Regions from separate parts of the Mus musculus genome. Here regions 2 and 3 are each linked to region 1. Evidence: chromatin contacts called from public HiChIP or PLAC-seq and promoter capture Hi-C data. All regions are on one chromosome and are shown on one strand. The core of a region is the stretch at or near the end of the contact, and the rest is flanking DNA. Distances in the headings are between cores, read along the strand shown.

Region 1 (3,993 bases), core at 975-3,474:
GTGCTTGTCTTTAATCCCAGCACTCAGGAGGCAGAGGCGAGTGGATTCCTGAGTTTGAGGCCAGCCTTTGCTACAGAGCAAGTTCCAGGACAGCCAGGGCTACACAGAGAAACAAAAACTAAAATAAGCCAGGCAGTGGTGGCACAGGCCTTTAATCCCAGCACTCAGGAGACAGAGGCAAGTGGATTTCTGAGTCCAAGGCCAGCCTGGTCTACAGAGTGAGTTTCAGGACAGCCAGGGCTATACAGAAACCATGTCTCGAAAAAAAACACAAAACAAACAAACAAAAACCAAACTAGAATAAACATTGTGTGTGTGTGTTGGAGGAGAGTGTGCACTTCAGTGTAGATGCCTGTGGAGCTTAGAAGCTTTTGTTCCACCTGGAGCTGGAAGTTAGAGCTGGCTGTGAGCTGCCCACATGGGAGACGGCAGAATGTGTTCCTAACTGCGGAGCCATCTCTCCAGTCCCTTTGCCTTGTCTTGTCCTTCTTTCTGTCTGCACCCTTACTAGTCCATCAGCTCTACTGCATTTTACCCAGTACCTCATGTGCTGGGCCTTATGCTGAATAATAAAAGTAAAAGTTACGTTGTGATACATACAGGGCAGCTTGTATGTTTGGCGTGGGGGGGGGGGCTGTGGGCTGTGTGCTGTGGAGCACAGGATCAGCAGGGCTTGTTGGAATGTGGCCAACCAGAGCACTGCCACTGTCCACTGCAAGGTTTTTCAGGCTGGGGGCGGGGGAGAGCAACGGGGGGGGGGCTCCTGTGTGTTAGCATGGAAAAGACCTCCTTCCCTGGCAGCTACCCAAGTTAGTCCCCTCTCTCTGTTTTCTAGCATTTTCCTAGGCCATGACCCCATCCACAAAGTGCTTCACTCTCTTTTTTTTTTTCTTTTAGATTTATCTATTTATTATATGTAAGTACACTGTAGCTGTCTTCAGACACTCTAGAAGAGGGCATCAGATTTCGTTATGGATGGTTGTGAGCCACCGTGTGGTTGCTGGGATCTGAACTCTGGACCTTCGAAAGAGCAGTTGGCGCTCTTAACCACTGAGCCATTTTGCCAGCCCCAAATGCTTCACTCTCTTACTCAGAGAGTCCTGTCCTGTCTTTTTCTCTCTTGGGCTCTATCCTCTCAGTAGAACTCATCCAAGTCCTTCTCATCGTGGAAAAAGAATATTGGCTGTGTGTTTGCCTCTGACCTGGTTCAACCGCAGCAGCTTAATTTCCACATCCAACGATGCTGTCAGCCTAGATACATGGTAGCTGCTTCCCCTTTGACAGGTTCTTGGTTCTTTTGCTTTCAGAACTCTACCCACAACTTTCTCTTGTTTACACACATCTGGGTGATTGCAACCTCTGGTTCTTTGCAGGTGCCAAGTCTTCCTGGCATGATCGTCCCCAACTCTCTTATCTAACCTTGCTTTCTTGGCACCAAACCCAAAGTTTATCCTGTAGTATGGCTTACTTTTACTTTTTTAGTCACCTCTTTCCAGCCTTAGAGGCTTTAGCTGCTCCTGGAGCTGGAATAACAGTGGTAGGTAGCAAGCAGCCCAGGTAGCTAGGACATGATCATCTTGATTCCCAATGTCTTGTTGATAGGTTGGACATGTACCTCTGTTGGGCATGGCCATGTGTACATTTAGGGGTTTGGGGTAGTTTTAGGCGTTTAGTGTGTGACCAATGTACAACAATGACAATACCTTGTGTGTGTCCGTGACAGCTGGGTTGTTGTTTTGTTTTGTTTTTTTTATTTTTGTTTTCTTCCCGAGATAGGGTCTCACTTTTTATCCCAGACTGTCCTAGAACTCACTATGTAGACCAGGATGGCCTCGAATTCATAAGGATCCACCTGCCTCTGCCTCTCCAGTGCTGGGATTAAAGGAGTGCGCCACCGGTCCCGCCTGGTGGAGTTTTCTGCAGTTGGAGGCCGAGTCCGAATACTCTCGAGAACAGCGCTTGCGCAGACGGCGTCTGGCGCAGCAGCAGTACTCACACTTGTCTTGTGAAATGGTCACCGGACCGCTGGGGTACCCAGCAGAGAACAGGAAGAAGTAGGTGTACCTAGGCGCTCCATGGAGCGGAGAGTGGGCGGAGTTAACGTGAGGGACAGAACTCTGACCAATGAGTGTGGAGATCGCACGGAGGCGGGGCCAAATTGCCGCGCGCCAGGCCGCAGTTGGCCAGAGGGCTGCGGGGATGGGCTTGGGGCGCTGCTCCGCCTACTCTGAGACGCTTGGGGCATAGAGGGCGGCGCCCGGGCCGTGGCGGCGGCGGCGGCTCCTCAGGTAAACGGCTTGTTAAGGCTCATCTTTGGTGGTGGGGGCCAGGCACCCTTTGAGGAACTTGGACCAGAGAGCCTAGGGGCCTCCCCATCTGCCAGCAGCAAGAGAAGCTGTGTCAAGGGGCGCCTCCCCAAGGTCAGCGGGCCGGTGCCAGGAGGTGCTGGGAGATCTCAGGTGTGCCCAGCGGGCCCGGCTTCGCATCTTACACCTGGAAGGGATCTCGGAGCTTGCGATTCAATTCTGACTTGTCAGACATCGGCGCGTGGTCCCTGGTCCCTGTCCCTGCTGTCTCGTGGGTCGCGTGATCCATGTCCTAGTCCCTTCCGGGAACTCGGTGACTCAAGACCCTGGTCCTTTGCGGGGTAGGGGCTACGTGTTCAGGTCTTTGACCTCCGCAACTGGGCTACCGGCATTTCTGTCTCTTTCATAAAACTGAGCCTTAATTCAGGGACTTGCAAAGCGAGTGCTCACCGCACCGCAGCCACTCGTCTTTCTGTATTCTCGTTGCGGATTAAAGGAGGCGGTGTAGAGCAGGAAAGTGATTTGTCCAGAGTCACGAGGATTGCTGGCCCCAGGGAGAAGGCCACAAAACTCTCAGAGTATAGAATTCAGGCAAGGTGAGAGCTAGGTGAGGTGGAGCCAGGGCTGACACTCCAGGTTTGGGATTCCAATTTTCCAACCAAGTCAGTGCAGTTATGCAGCAAGACTCTGCTCTACCCTGTACAGAGCTCAAGGTAATGGATGGAACCGTAAACTCAAGTGCAGTGAGTAAGCATAAGGACCTGCGGGAGAGGGATAGAGGGCGGCATCTGGAGACCTGGGGCTGTGAGCTGGAGTTACTGTTAAGGCAGAGGCTAACTTTGAGGGGCTAGTCTTGGTTGGAGGCAGGAAACTCTTTGGAAGGAAGGGGATGGTAGTAGAAATGGAGGAACAGCCTGCGACCTAGTTAATTAAATGGTAAAATTAAAAAAATTCAGGAAGTAGGTAGGTGGAGCAGGGCAGGGGTGAAGGTGAAGGGTTAAGTCTTAGCTGCTCTGTTAGACTTGGTTGGCCATGGTCATCTAGATGGAGACCCCCAGCAGACACAGGGTTGATGGGGCACCAGAGCAGAGATCCTATGCAAACCACTGGTTGTGGGATATTCCTGTGGAGCCTGTGTTTATGACTTGGCTGGCTGTGCAGTCTCTGCACCTGCAGGCCGGGGAGATGCTTCTGCCAGCAGGCTCTACTCTTAGGCCTTAGGCTGAGATGTGTGGCTCGAATGAGGAATGTCTTTCTGGGCTCTACTGTCAAAGTCGATGGCTGAGGCCTGGCCGCCTTCATTAACTTGAAACGGATGTCCAGGCAGGCAGCCTTACTCAAACCTGCATCTTGTCATATCTCCCTCCCTCAGAGGTGACTGTCAAGGGACTCCAGAGGCCAGAGGTGGGACCTGTTGACCTGTGCTTGTCTCAGTTCCCGGTCACCTGTGTGTGGGGTTGGAGATGTTTGTGTTTAGTTTTCTTTCCTACGGTTCTCAGAGGCCCAGGTGAGAAGCAGGATTGCTGTTGTCTGACGAGCAACTCCAGGCCTCCCAATGGCTTTTTGTTGAGCTAAGTTGTTTTGAAGTCAGAAGACATCCTTGCTGGCGTCAGGGTACACAGCTCGATCCACTTTGGGACATAACACTGGAAGGGTTTCTGCGGCTCTTGTGATCACTTGGCTGCTG
Region 2 (3,993 bases), core at 732-3,231, 310 kb before region 1:
GGAACAGGCTCTATAGCCAAAGCCCTATGGGTATGGGAGAGTTTCCAAACCAGGAGGATCATGGCCACAGGGTCCTGGACCTCTTTGTATCCCAGGTCACACAAGGTTCTGCGGCTCTAGCCATGATACCCAGTGTGCTGAAAAACCAGACAAAGAAGCCTGCAAAACACACCCCTGCCCACCTGATGCCTGGTCTCCCTTGTGTCATTTGTCACATGTACCACTGCTGTTCTGCAATGATACTCTGCAACTGCTGAGGGGGACTCTCCTAAGATACTGTCAGACCTACGCTCTCATTTCTCGGTGGAAAGCCCACCTCTCACTATTACCCAGATGTCACCCAGATAACATGCCCCAGGCAAGACATCAGCAGCTCCCAAATGGATAGCCCCTGCCCTCTGCCCTATGGGTCAGTCACTCTCAGTATCCTACCTACTATCCAAACTACCTCTTCTAAAGGAGTTTGGAGCTCTTCAGGAACCCCAACAATGAACAGCAAGAGCTTAACAAAGAGAGAACAACAATAAAAACACCAGAGAGCACTGGGGTGGGTTGTGGGTGGTGCACATCTTTAGTACCCACAGAGGCAGGTGGATCTCTGAGTTCTAGGACAGCCAGAATGAATTCCAGGATAACCAGGGTTACGAAGGGGAAACCCTGTCTCAAGAAACAGAACAAAAAAAAAAAAGCAATAACAACAACAGGCACCAGAGAGAAACACAAGTGCAAAATGTCCAAGATTCACACACGGATACCATAAAGGTCTATGAAGAACACCCGCAACGCCACCAGCCGGCAAGAATATCAGACCACTGAGTCCCCTATCTCAGAAAAGTAAGTCCTACATAACCTGCCTCCTTTGGCCTTCCTTCTAGTGTGGCCTCAGAACAACAACAACAAAAAAAACCCCAAACAAACCCGACAGGAAGGAACACAGACAGTGAAAGGTGGGCTCTCCGCTGAGCGATGACAGAATAGATCTGACACTGCAAGTATCTTAGGAGAGTCCCACTCAGCACTGCAAACCTCTCCTCCCAAAACGAAGGCAGAACACAGTGCAAGAAAACCAACTTCCTACCCTTAAAGTAGCCCAACTAGCTTTAACAGTTGCTAACCCGGGTCGGTCTCGCACCCTGGACCCATCCTCCTCCTGTGCTCTCATGGGCTTCTCTGTTGGCTCCCCTTTTAGGTTCAGTATCTACTTAGTCCCCAGACAGGTTGCCACCAGGTGCCAACACCGGCGGCTGGAGGAGGGTGGGGCTGGCTGGGGCGGGGCTCTGACCAGTAGGAACCTGCAGGGCCGGCTGGAGGTTGCGGTGCCCAGCTCGGGCAGCGCCTGCTGAGATCTCGCTCCAGCCGGCTGCCCCAGAAGTCATACACCACCCCGAGAACTGAGCGCGGGGCAGCAGGTGCGGCGGCCGCTCACCTTAGGTAGCTCGCGCAGCTGGTTGGCGTCGAGGAGCAGCTCCTCGAGGCTACGACTGTAGCGGTAAATCTCCTCTGGCACAACCTGCAGCGAGCAGTGCCGCTTATCCACCGACTCCACGTGCCGGTTACAACGCCAGAGCGGGATGCACTTCAGCATGATGCGGGCGGGCAGTGAGCGCGGGCTCGGGAGGCGCTCGGCGGGCTCGGGCCGGGGGGCGGGGCTCGGCCCGCATGAGCGCCGAGCGCGGGCGGAGCGGCGCGCGCGGGGGTGGGGCGGGCAGCCGGGTCCCGGACTGTGGCCGGGGTCGGCGCTCGGCTCGGCCCGCGTTCAATACGAGCTGTAGGCTCCGACGGCGGCACACAGCTGGCAGCACGGCCTGACCCGGCAGCGCTTTCTTAGGCGCTGGGGGCGCGGCGGCGGCTCCGCATCCCGCCCGGCCTGCTCACCTAGCAGCTCATCCGCCCGCAGCACCGCAGCCGGAACCGCCGCCGCTGCCCGCGACAACCGCCCAGCCGCGCAGCCCGCCGGGAAGCCTAGGCCCGCCCTCTCTGCTCAAAACTACAGCTCCCAAAGGGCCACGCGGCGTGGCGTCTCCGACGACCCGTAGCGGTCTCGCGCGGGGCATGTCGGGATTTCCGGCCTCGCTCTGGCGTAACCCATACTAGCAGGTGTAACAACTCAGATGCCCGCCCGCCCACAAAATGCTCTCTTGGTCCTGGATCCTACAGATCTCAGGGCCAGACAGCTCTCAGAGCTATCCACGTGAGCAAGGCTGCAAGCCAGCACTCCCCACAAAGGAAGATAAAGCAAGGCCTGTCCACCCCGGTCCCTCCTGTTCACCCCTGCACAGCAGGCTGAACGCCCTCCTTGTCCCTGGTGCCTTGGAACCCTGATAAGACATTCCACACACAACCAGCTTGGGTCACAGGACCAATTTCAGACACAGGGACTTCAGGGCCAGTGGTATCTGCATCTTTATGTACACTACAGGGTGGGTTGGGCAGAGTGCCTGGTCCCAGGGACACACCACGGTTAACACTTTACAAAACCCAAAGGAAGGAAGGGGCAAGTGCAAGTCCAGGAAATGAGGCCAAAGTCACGCGGAGAGGTCGCTGTTATCAAAACGCTCCTGGTCATACACTTCAGCCACCACCTTGCGACCACCAAACCAGCGCCCATTGAGGGCCTGGATGGCCTTGTGAGTCTCTGAGGCCATGGAGAATTCCACAAAAATCTTGACGATGATTTCTGCATCTTCCTCTTCGCCCTGTTTTTCTTGATAGATAATGACCCGGTTCACAGCACCAAATTTGCCACACTCCTCTGTCACCTCTCCCTCCAGGTCGTCATCGATGTCCTTGGGGTCCACCATGTTTCGGAGAACCATCACTGTAGACTGTAGGAAAGACAATTGACTGCTGTGACTGTGGGAAAGACACCTGAATGCTGCGACCTATCACCCACTACTTCACATTCATACCGCCGAGAGCGGGCCTGGCACGAGCCCACCTACTTACCTCCTGTTTTCTGAGTAGCTTTTGCATGACCATGTGGCGAGCACTGCTGCCCGAGATGCTCATGTGCTCCTGCTCACTCAACATCTCTGGCCGTTCTGACTCAGGAAACAGCTCCTCCTCTTCCTTCTCCTTCTTGGGCTCCAACAGACCCAACGTTGGCGGGCTGGCGAGAATGGGGTTCACTACTCCCACAGAGGGGATGGTGACCGGAATAGGAGGGCGGGCTGGTGTCACACCTGCAGCAAAACCAACCGAGTTTAATAGCCACACATACACTCTCCTGTTTGGGAAAGAGTAAAGAGATGGTTGGCGATAGCCAGCCTGTCCTGGATTCAAGGGATTACACCGAAGTAAGTATGGGTTGGGAAGCTGAAGACAGACCCTAGAGGAGAGGGGAAAGGAATGGAAGAGAACCTGATCAACTCAGACTCACCTGTGATGACTCCAGGGGCCTGGGCAGCCATGACAGCCTGGGGTAGGGCCCCTAAGGGCTGGGCCAGTGTCAGTGCTGGGGACACTAGTCCTGGTGTGGCTAAAGTACCCAGCACTGCTGCTCCAGCCACTGCTTCCTGCAACCAAAAGACAAGCAGAGTCAGTTTCTAGTCTGTTCTCACAGTCAGTTCTTTGTTCCCACCCAAACCATCTAAGAGCCAGTTCCCAAAGGCTGAGTGGGTCTGTCCACCCACTGTCCACACTCATCACTGCACCAGCTCTCACCTGAGCTGTAATCTTGGCCGTGGCTGCAGCTGCGGCCACAGCAGCAGCAGGCGGGAGACCTCCAGGCGTGGCAGGTGTTAGCAGGGGCATGGGGGGTGTGACGGCCTTGCCCACCCTCAAGTACTGGCCACCCAGATCAAAGAGGTTCATGGAGGACACAGCATCCTGGGACGACTGGGCCTTCTCATATTCTGCAGGGCAGGATGAGCAGTGAGAAAAGCCAGCCCCAGTAAGAGGCGGGCTCCCTCTTCTCCTTGGCCCTTCCCAAACTCACCGATAAAACCATAGCCCTTGTGCTTGCCAGTTGTGGGGTCCCGGGCCAGCGTACAA
Region 3 (3,993 bases), core at 629-3,128, 290 kb before region 1:
CCGGAGATCATCAGGAAGTGCTGAGGAAAAGGGTGGAGCTAAACAGACAAGTTTCTCCATGGTCCCCACACCCCCAGAGACCCCACACACCATTGGAGAAGATGCGGTACCACACTGCAACAGCCAACGCAGAGAGAAAGACAGGATGTCAGTTGGGCGGGGAGACTGGGCAGTCTCTGTCCAGGGCTCCCGCAGGTTCCCCACCCCTGCCCCCTGCCCCCTGCCCCGCCTCGCCAGCACCGGAGCCGATCTTGATGAGGCCATTGTGCTGAATGAAGATGGTGTCGCTCGTCAGGTTCCCGTGGATGATGGGGGGACTGCAGGCGTGCAAAAAACTGCAAGCATAGAGGATGAGAGGCAGGAAGAACCGGGTCAGAGAGCAGCGGAAAGGTGCAGAGCAGGGGGCAAGCGCGTGGGCAAGGCCAGGCTCTCACCTGAGTGCAGACAGGATCTGCGTACACCAGCGCTTCCAGGCCTGGCAGCGGACGCACGACTCCGTCGGGTGGGCACCAAAAGGCTGCTGAGCCTGCGGAGCCCGCCCGCTACCCCACTCCTGAACCGAGGTTTTTCGGAGTCCCCCGCCCCACTACTGTCCCTAAGTTCTGCTGGACTCCCTCCAGTCCCCAGCCCACTCCCCATACCCGGGCGTTCATGGCCTTGTGGTTCTTCTTGGTCTTTTTGAGGAACTGCTTGAGGCTGCCAGACGACACGTATTCTGTGATGAAGATGACCTGCGGGCAGGCGGGCTCCGCCGTTGCGGGTGGGTCTCCATGCTGCCCCACCCAGCCTGTGGCTTCACTCCGCCCTTCACCCGCCCCTAGCTCACCCTCGCGCGGGCCTCAGAGGCGTCCAGCCAATACTTGTGCAGCTTGACGATGTTGGGATGGTCCACCAGCGCCAGCTGCTCAAACATGGTCTGGATCTTCTCCTGGGGAAAGAGGATGGTTGTGGGGCCAATCAACGGTATGGGGCAAAGCGGGTATAGACAGGCCTCACCTCATGGGCCGCAAAGGCCTTCCTATCCCCGAAGTGAAGTTCGTTCCACACCACTTCTACACCCTCCTCCGTGTCCATGGCCAGAAAGGTGCTCTGGATCCCGGGCATGTTCCCTTGGTTCACCTAGGTGGGAAGAATGTGTGTCCTGATACGAATAGACCCAGGGTGTGGACGTGGTCTCCGCCACAACCTTCCCCCAGCCGTGAATGTGCTGCTAGCCTTGCCCAGCTCAGTGGGAGGGCTGAGGAGGTAAGGCTGGGAATCAAGAACCCAGGGGGAGAAGGGTGGTGTCCAGGGGCTGGGCCAGAAGGTACGCAGGTTTTAGAGGTTGGGGAGATCCCCAGAGCGGTAGTAGGGATCCAAGAGGCACGTGGAGGTGGTCCCAGTATGACACCGGTGTTCAAGGAATGGGGGTTTCTCACCAGGGCTTGGGGCCAAAGGGATCCGAGGGCCTCCAGAGGCCAGGGCGTCCGGGGAGACCCTCATACTGGCTCGGCCCCACGGATCCCATGGCTTCTATCCTTAGGCTACGGGACGGCGGCGTCACCCGCACCCGTGCCCACCTGCTCCCGCCGCTTCTGCCAGCGGCCACACGGGCTCTCCTCCAGGATGTCGCTCTCGTCCTCGCTCTCGTCCTCCCGCTCGCGCTCCCGGCCTCTCCTCGGCGCCGGCTCCGGGGCCGCCATGGCTCGGCGAGCCCAGGCCGCCGCCCTCCGCGCAAGCCCTCGCCCCGCTCCCGCCCGCCCTGGCCCAGCGCCCAGCAGCCCAACCTGGAGCCCAGCGGAGCGGCCGCCGCGAGCCCTCCTCGGCTCCGGGAATTGGGAGGCGCGGGCTCGCAGCGGACCCGAGGGAGGAGCCGCCCCGCCCCTCCGGAGCCGCCTCTGCAGGCCGGTGCTGGACTGTAGCTCGATCCAGGGCGGCAGAACCCCGCCCCAGGCACGCCTCGTCCTCCCAGACCACTCCTGCTTCCCCCAAAGCTCCGCCTCAAAGAGACGCGCCCCTCAAAGGCACCACCCATTCCTGCGGAGGCCTCTCCAAGGTTTCCCAGGCAGCTGTGGTTCTCCCAGCAGACTGTGCCTGGCCTCTTCGGGAACCACTTTTGCCCAACTCTTGAAGCCAGTTCTTCCAGCACCGCATCCCGATCCTGCTCCCATGACAAGTGTCCTGAACTCGGCCCGATGTAGAGAGTCTGAATGGGGCATCAAGGGTCAAGGGCATCTGGGGGCAGGCACTTCAGTGGTAAGAAACCATATGGTCTCAGAAATGGGACCAGTTCCCTCCTCAGGTAGCCAAGGAACGCATCACTAAAGATGCACCGCAGCAGAGACTGATGGGATACTCTTTAAATCCTGACTGCCTGTCTCTTCCTGGACCAGAATTCCGTGCAAACCCACTTTTCATAATGGCGAGTTTCTCTTTTCTCCCCAAATGTGACGCTCTCCGTTCCACTATGGGCTCCCTTGAAGCAATGGAACCACGAAGAGGGAGCATTTCTCACTTGTCACATCCAGCAGACTCCCCCACCCCCCGAAAACCTCTATCCACCCCTCAACTGCCCTCAGTCCTACCTCTGCCCTTCTACCCACCGGCACCTCCCCTTTCTATATAGAGACCCTGGCTGTCCTCTGATTTAAACATCATCTGACCCCTGACCAGCTCTGCCCCCCACTCTGCTCCTGACTTCTGTCATAGCCCGCTCAGAATGCTGCAGCTTGCTGTGGACTTCTACCTATCCTGAGAAGGGTTAGCTAGTTTAGCAGATCAGGAGGGGTTAACCCTCTACTGGCCCTAGAAGTCAGAACAGGGCCAATGCTTGGAAGACAATTCCCATGTCCTTGGATCTACCTATTTGTGTCTGTTTAACTAGGACCCTAGCCACACTGGAGAGTCTGCACTAAGAACACAAATGATGAAGAGCCTTGTACCACAGTGTTAGCAGAGCCTCTTGGGGGGGGGGCAGGCACTACAGATAGAACCCGTTTTTTAAAAATGTGACATTGAGGGCTCGTTGGTTAAGAGTACTTCTGCTCTTGCAGAAGACCCAAGTTCAATTCCCAGCACTCACACAAGTTCACAATTACCTGTTACTCCACTTCCAGGGGATCTGCTGCCCTCTTCTGGTCTTGATGGGTACCAAACGCACATACATGTAGGCACTCATTATCACATACACATAAAATAAACCTTAAAAACAATGCACAACACCAAGGCTAGTGGCACGCACAGATCACAGCTGGCAGTAGCACATGCTGTCTAAGAACTGTAGGGGACAGGGTAACTGGATGCTCACACAGACGTCCCCTAGGTTCCATTCCACAAGACGTTTGCTACAGCTGGTTTCTCTAAGCAGCCTTTGTGGAGGTCAAACCTGCCCTCCTGACTGTTTGCTGCACTTGACAGGCCCATCCATCCCTCTTTGTGCTGACTGTGACTTATACATAGAATGCATCTTCTGTCACCCGTTGAGGCCACGTCCTTCAGGTGTTGACTCAGGTGTCATCTCTCCGACAAGACATCCCTAGGCTCCATGCTTGCACACCCTGTCTCCTCCCTAGCCTCACGAGACTTTCCCATGACATTTGGCGCTGGACCTGCCTGTGTTGGTCTGTTTCATCTGTCCATGATGGAATGTGGATCTATAAGGGCAGGGTGTCTGCTCTTGGTGCCAAGGGTAATGTTCATCACATGCCACGCCCTCATCAATGGTGTGATGGATGCGTGGGAGAAGGATGCATGAAGGCTTAGTAGGTGGTCCAAAGAGTCTCCCGAGGCAGCTGCATAGGAACCAAACCTCAATTCATTTTCTTCCCTATAGCCAGTCCCATGTCAAACAGGTATGTGCACTCTAACCCCTAGTACCTGGGAAATGGCCTTATTTTGAGACAAACTCTTGTTGGATCTAGAGAGGACTCTGGAATCCAACATTGGGCATGGAGTCTGAGGCTGAGGTGTGTTCTTGGTCACTTTCCTCAGCTACTGCTCCAGACCCAGTTGCCC

What was found. HiChIP or PLAC-seq counts read pairs in DNA pulled down with a chosen protein or histone mark. Capture Hi-C pulls out chosen DNA fragments and counts their contacts.
Region 2: a FOXA1 HiChIP or PLAC-seq map of pancreatic cancer cells shows a contact between it and region 1. The contact joins the promoter of Scrib here to the promoter of Mroh1 in region 1. A contact is called at or near these places in 4 of 39 promoter capture datasets (embryonic stem cells, liver and neural stem cells), 4 of 115 datasets of contacts at active chromatin or transcription factors (bone marrow-derived macrophages, memory CD8 T cells and pancreatic cancer cells) and 4 of 9 other capture datasets (adipose tissue, embryonic stem cells, macrophages and 1 more).
Region 3: a contact with region 1 is called in a promoter capture Hi-C map of adipose tissue. The contact joins the promoter of Nrbp2 here to the promoter of Mroh1 in region 1. A contact is called at or near these places in 7 of 39 promoter capture datasets (the C10 cell line, cranial neural crest, embryonic stem cells and 3 more), 1 of 484 Hi-C or Micro-C datasets (CD4 T cells), 9 of 115 datasets of contacts at active chromatin or transcription factors (the SCID.adh cell line, acute myeloid leukemia, bone marrow-derived macrophages and 1 more) and 3 of 9 other capture datasets (adipose tissue, liver and pancreatic islet).

The regions. Positions count from the first base shown.
Region 1 is chr15:76,378,289-76,382,281 of GRCm38.p6, forward strand. Mroh1 (maestro heat-like repeat family member 1) reads left to right here and starts at 2,225. Exons shown (of 44, transcript NM_175457.4): 1 at 2,225-2,288.
Region 2 is chr15:76,067,803-76,071,795 of GRCm38.p6, forward strand. It overlaps Scrib (scribbled planar cell polarity), which reads right to left and starts at 1,982. Exons shown (of 36, transcript NM_001310543.1): 1 at 1,427-1,982. The coding sequence starts at 1,585. It overlaps Puf60 (poly-U binding splicing factor 60), which reads right to left. Exons shown (of 12, transcript NM_028364.2): 8 at 3,938-3,993; 9 at 3,664-3,854; 10 at 3,380-3,515; 11 at 2,947-3,182; 12 at 2,380-2,825. The coding sequence ends at 2,526.
Region 3 is chr15:76,089,812-76,093,804 of GRCm38.p6, forward strand. Nrbp2 (nuclear receptor binding protein 2) reads right to left here and starts at 1,879. Exons shown (of 18, transcript NM_001358359.1): 1 at 1,560-1,879; 2 at 997-1,119; 3 at 827-928; 4 at 642-731; 5 at 435-475; 6 at 241-335; 7 at 91-114; 8 at 1-20. The coding sequence starts at 1,682. It overlaps Gm41349 (a long non-coding RNA gene), which reads left to right and starts at 894. Exons shown (of 4, transcript XR_003951571.1): 1 at 894-1,245; 2 at 1,523-2,235.